Linked DNA regions of Hordeum vulgare: region 1 is linked to region 2. Evidence: chromatin contacts called from public Hi-C data. All regions are on one chromosome and are shown on one strand. Each heading gives the region's core, a stretch centred on a gene start, on an enhancer-like site or on the middle of the called end of the contact. The rest is flanking DNA. Distances are from core to core; before and after follow the strand shown.

What was found. Hi-C and Micro-C count contacts between places; a contact is called where the count stands out from the background.
Region 1: a Hi-C map of leaf shows a contact between it and region 2, with 6 times the contacts expected there. The contact joins the promoter of LOC123447055 here to the promoter of LOC123447052 in region 2. A contact is called at or near these places in 4 of 6 Hi-C or Micro-C datasets (leaf, seedling and an unstated tissue) and 1 of 1 datasets of contacts at active chromatin or transcription factors (embryo).

The regions. Positions count from the first base shown.
Region 1 is chr4H:7,679,266-7,682,489 of MorexV3_pseudomolecules_assembly, forward strand. LOC123447055 (growth-regulating factor 9-like) reads left to right here and starts at 1,674. Exons shown (of 4, transcript XM_045123618.1): 1 at 1,674-2,076; 2 at 2,500-2,688; 3 at 3,174-3,224. The coding sequence starts at 1,905.
Region 2 is chr4H:7,462,216-7,465,237 of MorexV3_pseudomolecules_assembly, forward strand. It overlaps LOC123447052 (DUF21 domain-containing protein At2g14520), which reads left to right and starts at 1,358. Exons shown (of 11, transcript XM_045123614.1): 1 at 1,358-1,577; 2 at 2,389-2,465; 3 at 2,542-2,625; 4 at 2,698-2,811; 5 at 2,901-2,987. The coding sequence starts at 1,400.

The DNA of each region.
Region 1 (3,224 bases), core at 424-2,923, 220 kb after region 2:
TTTGAGACGGATTTGAAGCGTCCGGGCTCTGATATAGCTAACAGAAAATAGAACGATACTTTCTCAAAAGTATATATATATATATATATATATATATATATATATATATATATATATATATATATTGAAACAAGTAGTAGTATCACTATCATTTTTTTTTAAATAGCAAGAGAGCATTATTGAAGGAAACGGTTGGGTTTGTTGAAGGAAAACTGGATGAAAACCTACACAAAATGCAACCACACCTCGCTATACTAGGTTTACAACATCGCAAGACAGACCAGGATGTCGGGAAAACTAAACATGAAAGACTAGAGCACACCGTAGCCCCACTATATTGGCATCGTACATCACCTGTTCCACACACGACCCGTCGACTTTGACTTCGCTGGAACAAAACAACACAGCACCTTCGTCAACCAGGTTTGTCGACTTGTCCAATGCTCCCGCATGTCATCGAGCTTCTGCTTCCCACCACCACCGTACAACGGCAAGCCACGAATGGACATGGCAACGCAGACTACGCCACCACTACCAACCGGGATGCGTCGATCAAGAATCTCTCCAAAACAATGCTTCCAACGAAGTAAGGCTGCCTCATTGCCAATCCGACGACGCGGATCTTGGTTTTCACCCGAAGAATGGATCCGAAATGACAAAAGGGTGACAAATCTCGTCGACGATGCCTTCCAGAAGGAAAACGACATTCGCAAATGTTGCCATCACCTGCATTGAACAATACTTTCTTTCAGAGAATCTACGCCCAACGTCGCACCACCACCAATAGACCACACACCATCACATGTTGCTACACTCCAACACGTCTTGCACCCGCACCTCCAGCCGCTCCTAAGGCGACCCAGGCACCCAATGCAGCCAGGACGTGACGAGATCTGGCCCGCCCGCTTGCAACCGGTTGTTGCCTCCCCGTCCGAGGCCACGCAAAGCCCCCGCCTGGGACACGGCTGGCCCAACGAGGAGGCCCCTCTGGAGCCACATGTGCCGAACCCGCCATCGGCTTGGAACATGCCAGATCTAGCTCTCCCGCACGCAACCTTCGTTACGCCCATACGAGAGGAGACGCGGCCCCTAGCCCCAACACTGCACATCCACCACCGGCCTCAGCTATAACCAGCTAGAGATCCAGCCATCAACCAACGTCCGAGGTTATGCCTCCGGGAGCCGCCGCAGACCAGGAAAACGCCCCGCCGCCGCCATCCCCACTTCCTTCCGGGCTTCGCGGGGTGAACCCCTCATGTGACGACGAGGGGAGGGAGGAAGTGGGACGGCGGCGGATCGAGGATCCCCCCCCCCCCCGAGTCGCAAGAGGAGGGCGACGCGGGGGTCACCGGGAACCGGATACCATCATTTTTTCACACACACATAATTTATTTATTTTTTTGAAAGTGCACACACACAGACACAAAATGCTTGCGAAGAAGAAACTGTACTTCCAAGCCAAGCCACAGAGACAAGAGCCGGGGGCCATCAACATGGATCACCATCGCACGTACACTACCGCCGCACGCATGCCCCCACCAAAGAGGCCATTACCACCACTCATCACTCACTGTCACCGGCCACCAAAAGCATCATCGAGCCTCACTCACTCACCAAAAAAAACACCAACAGTAAATAAATAAACAAAGGAGGAACCCAAAACGAGGGCAAAAGCAAATCCAAAGCAAAAGGGCCCAGTGAAAAGACAGGCCATTGCTATTTAAGGCCCACCACCCCTACTCCAGTCCAGTCCCCCAAACACCCACACACACACTCCCTGCCTCTGCCTCACCCCACTCCAACCACACACACACACACACTGCCTCCAGCTCCAGCTCCAGCTCCGGCAGCAATGCCCGCCGCCCCCTCCTTCCCGGACGCTTCGTGAGCTCTCCGCCGCCGCCATGGAGCTCGGGCAGGTGCTGGGCTTCACGCCGCCGGCCCCCAAGGACGCCCAGAGATCCGGCGGCTTCGCACAGGCCACCGCCGGCCCCTACCCCTACCCCTCCCCCTTCCTCGACCAGCAGAAGATGCTCAGCTTCTCCAAGGCCGCCGCCGCTCCTCCGCCATCAACAGGTCTTTCTTGGACTCCCTCGTCCCGCGTCTTTCGCATCTGTCATCTTGGCTCGATCCGCTCTCTGCATCCATCTCTGCGAGCCATGATAGATGGGCAGTGCTCTGGCGTCCGACTGTTCCCCTGCTCAAAAATAAAAAAATAAAAGGGTCAAAAGCAGGTAGCTATGGCCATGGGGATTTGCTCACATGTAAATAAATCTACCCATTCGCTGGCCTTTTTACTACTGCTGCTCAGCCAAGGCTGCTCCATTCCATCGCTTCTTTTTACCACTGCTTTTTTTTTACACTTTTGTCTTGACTCGGCGCCTGCAATAATAAGTAGGAAATAAATAACCAGGCATGGATATTTTCATTCAAGATAAGGCTGCTGCTGCTTCTTTGAGCATTTGCTCATACTGGATGGTTCTTTTTTTTTGTATCTAGGTATGGATTTTGGGAGGTCAAATGAGCAGAGGCTGCTGCTGGCCAGGAGCAAGATGCCCTTCACTCCTTCACAGTGGATGGAGCTGGAGCACCAGGCCCTCATATACAAGTATCTCAATGCAAAGACCCCCATACCTTCCAGCCTGCTCATCTCCATCAGCAAGAGCTTCAGATCCTCCTCCGACAGAAGTAAGCATCCTGCCAAAACATCTACTCCTCGCATCTCATTCCTTGATCGAGGTAATATTTCTATATATACACTGATGTGGTAAAAGAACTGTCTGGATAGGAATGTGAGAAAAAGTACTGTCCTGCACGTGATATATAAAGGCATGCCAGCAAAGCCCTACATATTTATTTCGTTTTCACATTATCTCCATGGACAGAAATTTGTAGATCGAAAATATCAGTACATACATGTCATTGGATGCTTCATATAGCTGTCTTAGGTAACAGGTCAGCATATGTACATGTATGCCAGTGGAGTTGCAGATATGAATATATCAGTGAACATTGCAAGAGTGCTGCATGTATGATGTCTCAGTTATCTATTTGGATTTAGTCACCAAACAAGTTAACATATGTATGGAGCACAACCTTAATACCATCTACTAAGTACTTGGATATGAAACTATAAATGCAAGCAGAGCCTGACATGCTTCCCTGTAATGCAGTGACTTGGAGGCCCGCCTATCAAGGGTTCACCAATGCAGATTCTGACCCGG
Region 2 (3,022 bases), core at 108-2,607:
GATGCACCACCGTCGTGGAGCCGGTCCATTAGGCCAGCATACGTTTTTGTCACATGTGCAGCACATCACACATTCTTCTTTTATCATCCTTTCCACATTATACTACTACTACTATGCGTACTTCCGTCGTTCTCGTGGTTGCCGATGTCTTTGCTTTTGCTTTCGGTGGCTCGGGTAGCAAGTTTGACAATATAAAAGTGGAGTAGATCAAATTTGTGACTCTTGTAACAAGTTTGGAAATATAGGAAGTAGACCAAATCTGCTAGCCTAAGCATGCCTACCTGCCTTAATGTTTGGAACTACTTTGATTTTTTAAATTCAGCTTCGCGTTAGAAAACACAAACCAAATGAAATAGTTTCACGACATGTCGTTCATAAAAAATAAAATCTAAGATATAACTTCGTGTTTTTTTTAAGTTCTTTAGAAGATGCTTTAAAAAATGTAAAAGCTGAAGTTGGAAGAAAATCATCCACCACCGTCAACAGTAAATGGACACCCTTCGTTTTTTCAACTTATCCAATTAAATATATCATTTTTACTAATTTTTTCATTCTTAAAGCCGGAGCTAGATAAAAGACAAACACTAAGTTACAACTTCTATATAAAACTGTCCTAAAATGAATTTAATGAAGCGGAACTAAATTTTATGAAGCAGAACAGTTCTAGATACTACTAATAGATAGGTTTGCATAAGTCTACGACCTTCGACCATGGTTCAAACTTGGAAGGTGGATTCGTCCTTTTCTGCTTGCGGCACAAGCGATGATAATGCCCTGGTGGAGAGAAATAATCTTAAACTTGGAAGATTTAGTTACTGTATTTATTTGTCGCATTTCATACTTTTTGGCAGATACTCCTTCGGTTCATAAATATAAGTGTTTTTAAAGTTTTATTAGAAAACTACATACGGATGAATATAGATATATTCATATGTTCATATGTAGTCTTTTAGTTAAATCTCTAAAAACACATATATTTATACTTAGAAATAGATGAAATAATGAATATATACAATGTCTTTTTTCAAAGGAAAAAAAAGCTATCATGGTTGGAAGCATGGAATGAGTTGGGCAAGTCGTCCATGGACGCGTCCCACGGAAGCAGCGGCGGCGCACGTCGACAGCCCGTAATAAACAAACTGGTCCACGGAGCGGTGCTTCCAGCAATTTCCGCAGGCACACTCCCGTCCCGCTCGCTGCCGCTGGGCCCGCCCAACCGTCGCGTCGCCTCACTGCTCTTCTTCTTCACACATCACACGCCGAGTCCGAGTCCAAACAGCGGAACGGCTCCCCGGAAAAAAAAGGGAGAGAAAAAACAGAGCTCAGTAACTTCGAGGACGCGGCGTGGCGGGGGAAGGAAGGGAGGGAGGGAGGGAGCTCGTCGGCGGCGGCGAGGAGGATGGCGGTGGAGTACCGGTGCTGCGGGGCGGCCTTCTTCGAGCACATCGCCATCATCGCGGTGCTGGTGCTCTTCGCGGGGCTCATGTCCGGGCTCACCCTCGGCCTCATGTCCCTCAGCCTCGTCGACCTCGAGGTCCTCGCCAAGTCCGGCACCGACAAGGACCGCAAGCACGCAGGTGCCGCCCCCCATTCCTTCGCCCGCTCTGCCCCCCACCGCCCCTGCCCGATTTGGTACTACCGCTATTTCAGTTCCGCTGCCCGGGCCGGCTCGCCATTTCGCCGAACAGCCTCCGGGCGTTCGCCCCGCCGAGGAATCAAAAATTCAAAACCGGACGGCGAATGTCGGGGCCGCGCTGCTGCTGCGAGGAGCCGGCGATTCGCTCCGATTTCCCGTCCACGGGGATCCGTGTTCGGACCCTACGTACTAGAGGATTGTTCGGAACTGCTACTAAGGGATCGATCGCTCAGGGGGGAGTCGGGGATGAACTTGTAGGAGTGCTTCCCTTTCCTTTTCTTTCTTTCTTTCTTTCTTGTCTTCTTCGATGAATTCGTGCTGTTCATCGGGAGGCTTGGTGACCTCGTTACTTTGCCTGCGTCCTGTTCAAGTCGATAGAGACAGTGACGCGCCACACTCGGTGCGCTGGCTTGTTCTTTCGGAAAGTGAGAGGTCGTACCGTCGTAGCACTGGCACGGTACAAGGTGGGAAGATGGGAAATTATGTGAGATGGCGTCTGTCAGTACAAGTTAGACAAATAATACCCTGGTCTCCTTCTTATAATCTTGTGTGTGTTTTTTGTCGGTTACGCGGGTGATTACTGAACCCTGGTGCAATTGGAGGCTGATGATGAATTCTAGGCCATTTCTTTAGTTGATTCAAATGCAAAGCACGCCCGCTACAACCTTGTTTTATGAGGCGCATGTTTCAGTTGCAAATTAGTAACATCTAATGCCATCTCTTAGGTGCTAATAGTAATGTTCCTTTTGCAGCTAAGATATTGCCTGTCGTGAAAAACCAGCACCTTCTGCTATGCACTCTTCTGATCTGCAATGCTGCAGCCATGGAGGTACTCTTCTTGATTTTCAAGCCACCCCCTCTATGTAACTCAAGTAGCTGGTAACATGCTTCTTGATGCATACCAGGCATTGCCAATCTTCCTTGATAGCTTGGTGACTGCCTGGGGTGCTGTTTTGATCTCTGTGACATTGATCCTGCTGTTCGGCGAGGTGAGTTGTTAAAACTTTTACTTGTCATGCTCAGCTGCATGGTGTGATATACTAATGGTTTGGTGTAAACAGATCTTACCACAGTCAATCTGCTCACGGTATGGGCTGGCTATCGGTGCCTCAGTTGCTCCGTTAGTCCGAGTTCTTGTTTGGATATGTTTCCCTGTTGCATATCCGATCGCCAAGGTACTTCTATACTCCTAGACTCGATGCGGTTATACACAGGACGGGTTCTCGAACATCCATGATTTGAACTTTTGCCCTTTCTGTTTCAGCTGCTGGACCATGTGCTTGGTCACGGTAAAGCGGCACTTTTCCGTAGAGCTGAGCTAAAAACACTTGTGACACTGCATGGAAATGAGGTAACGTAACTGATTATCTAATCTTTAAAATTGAA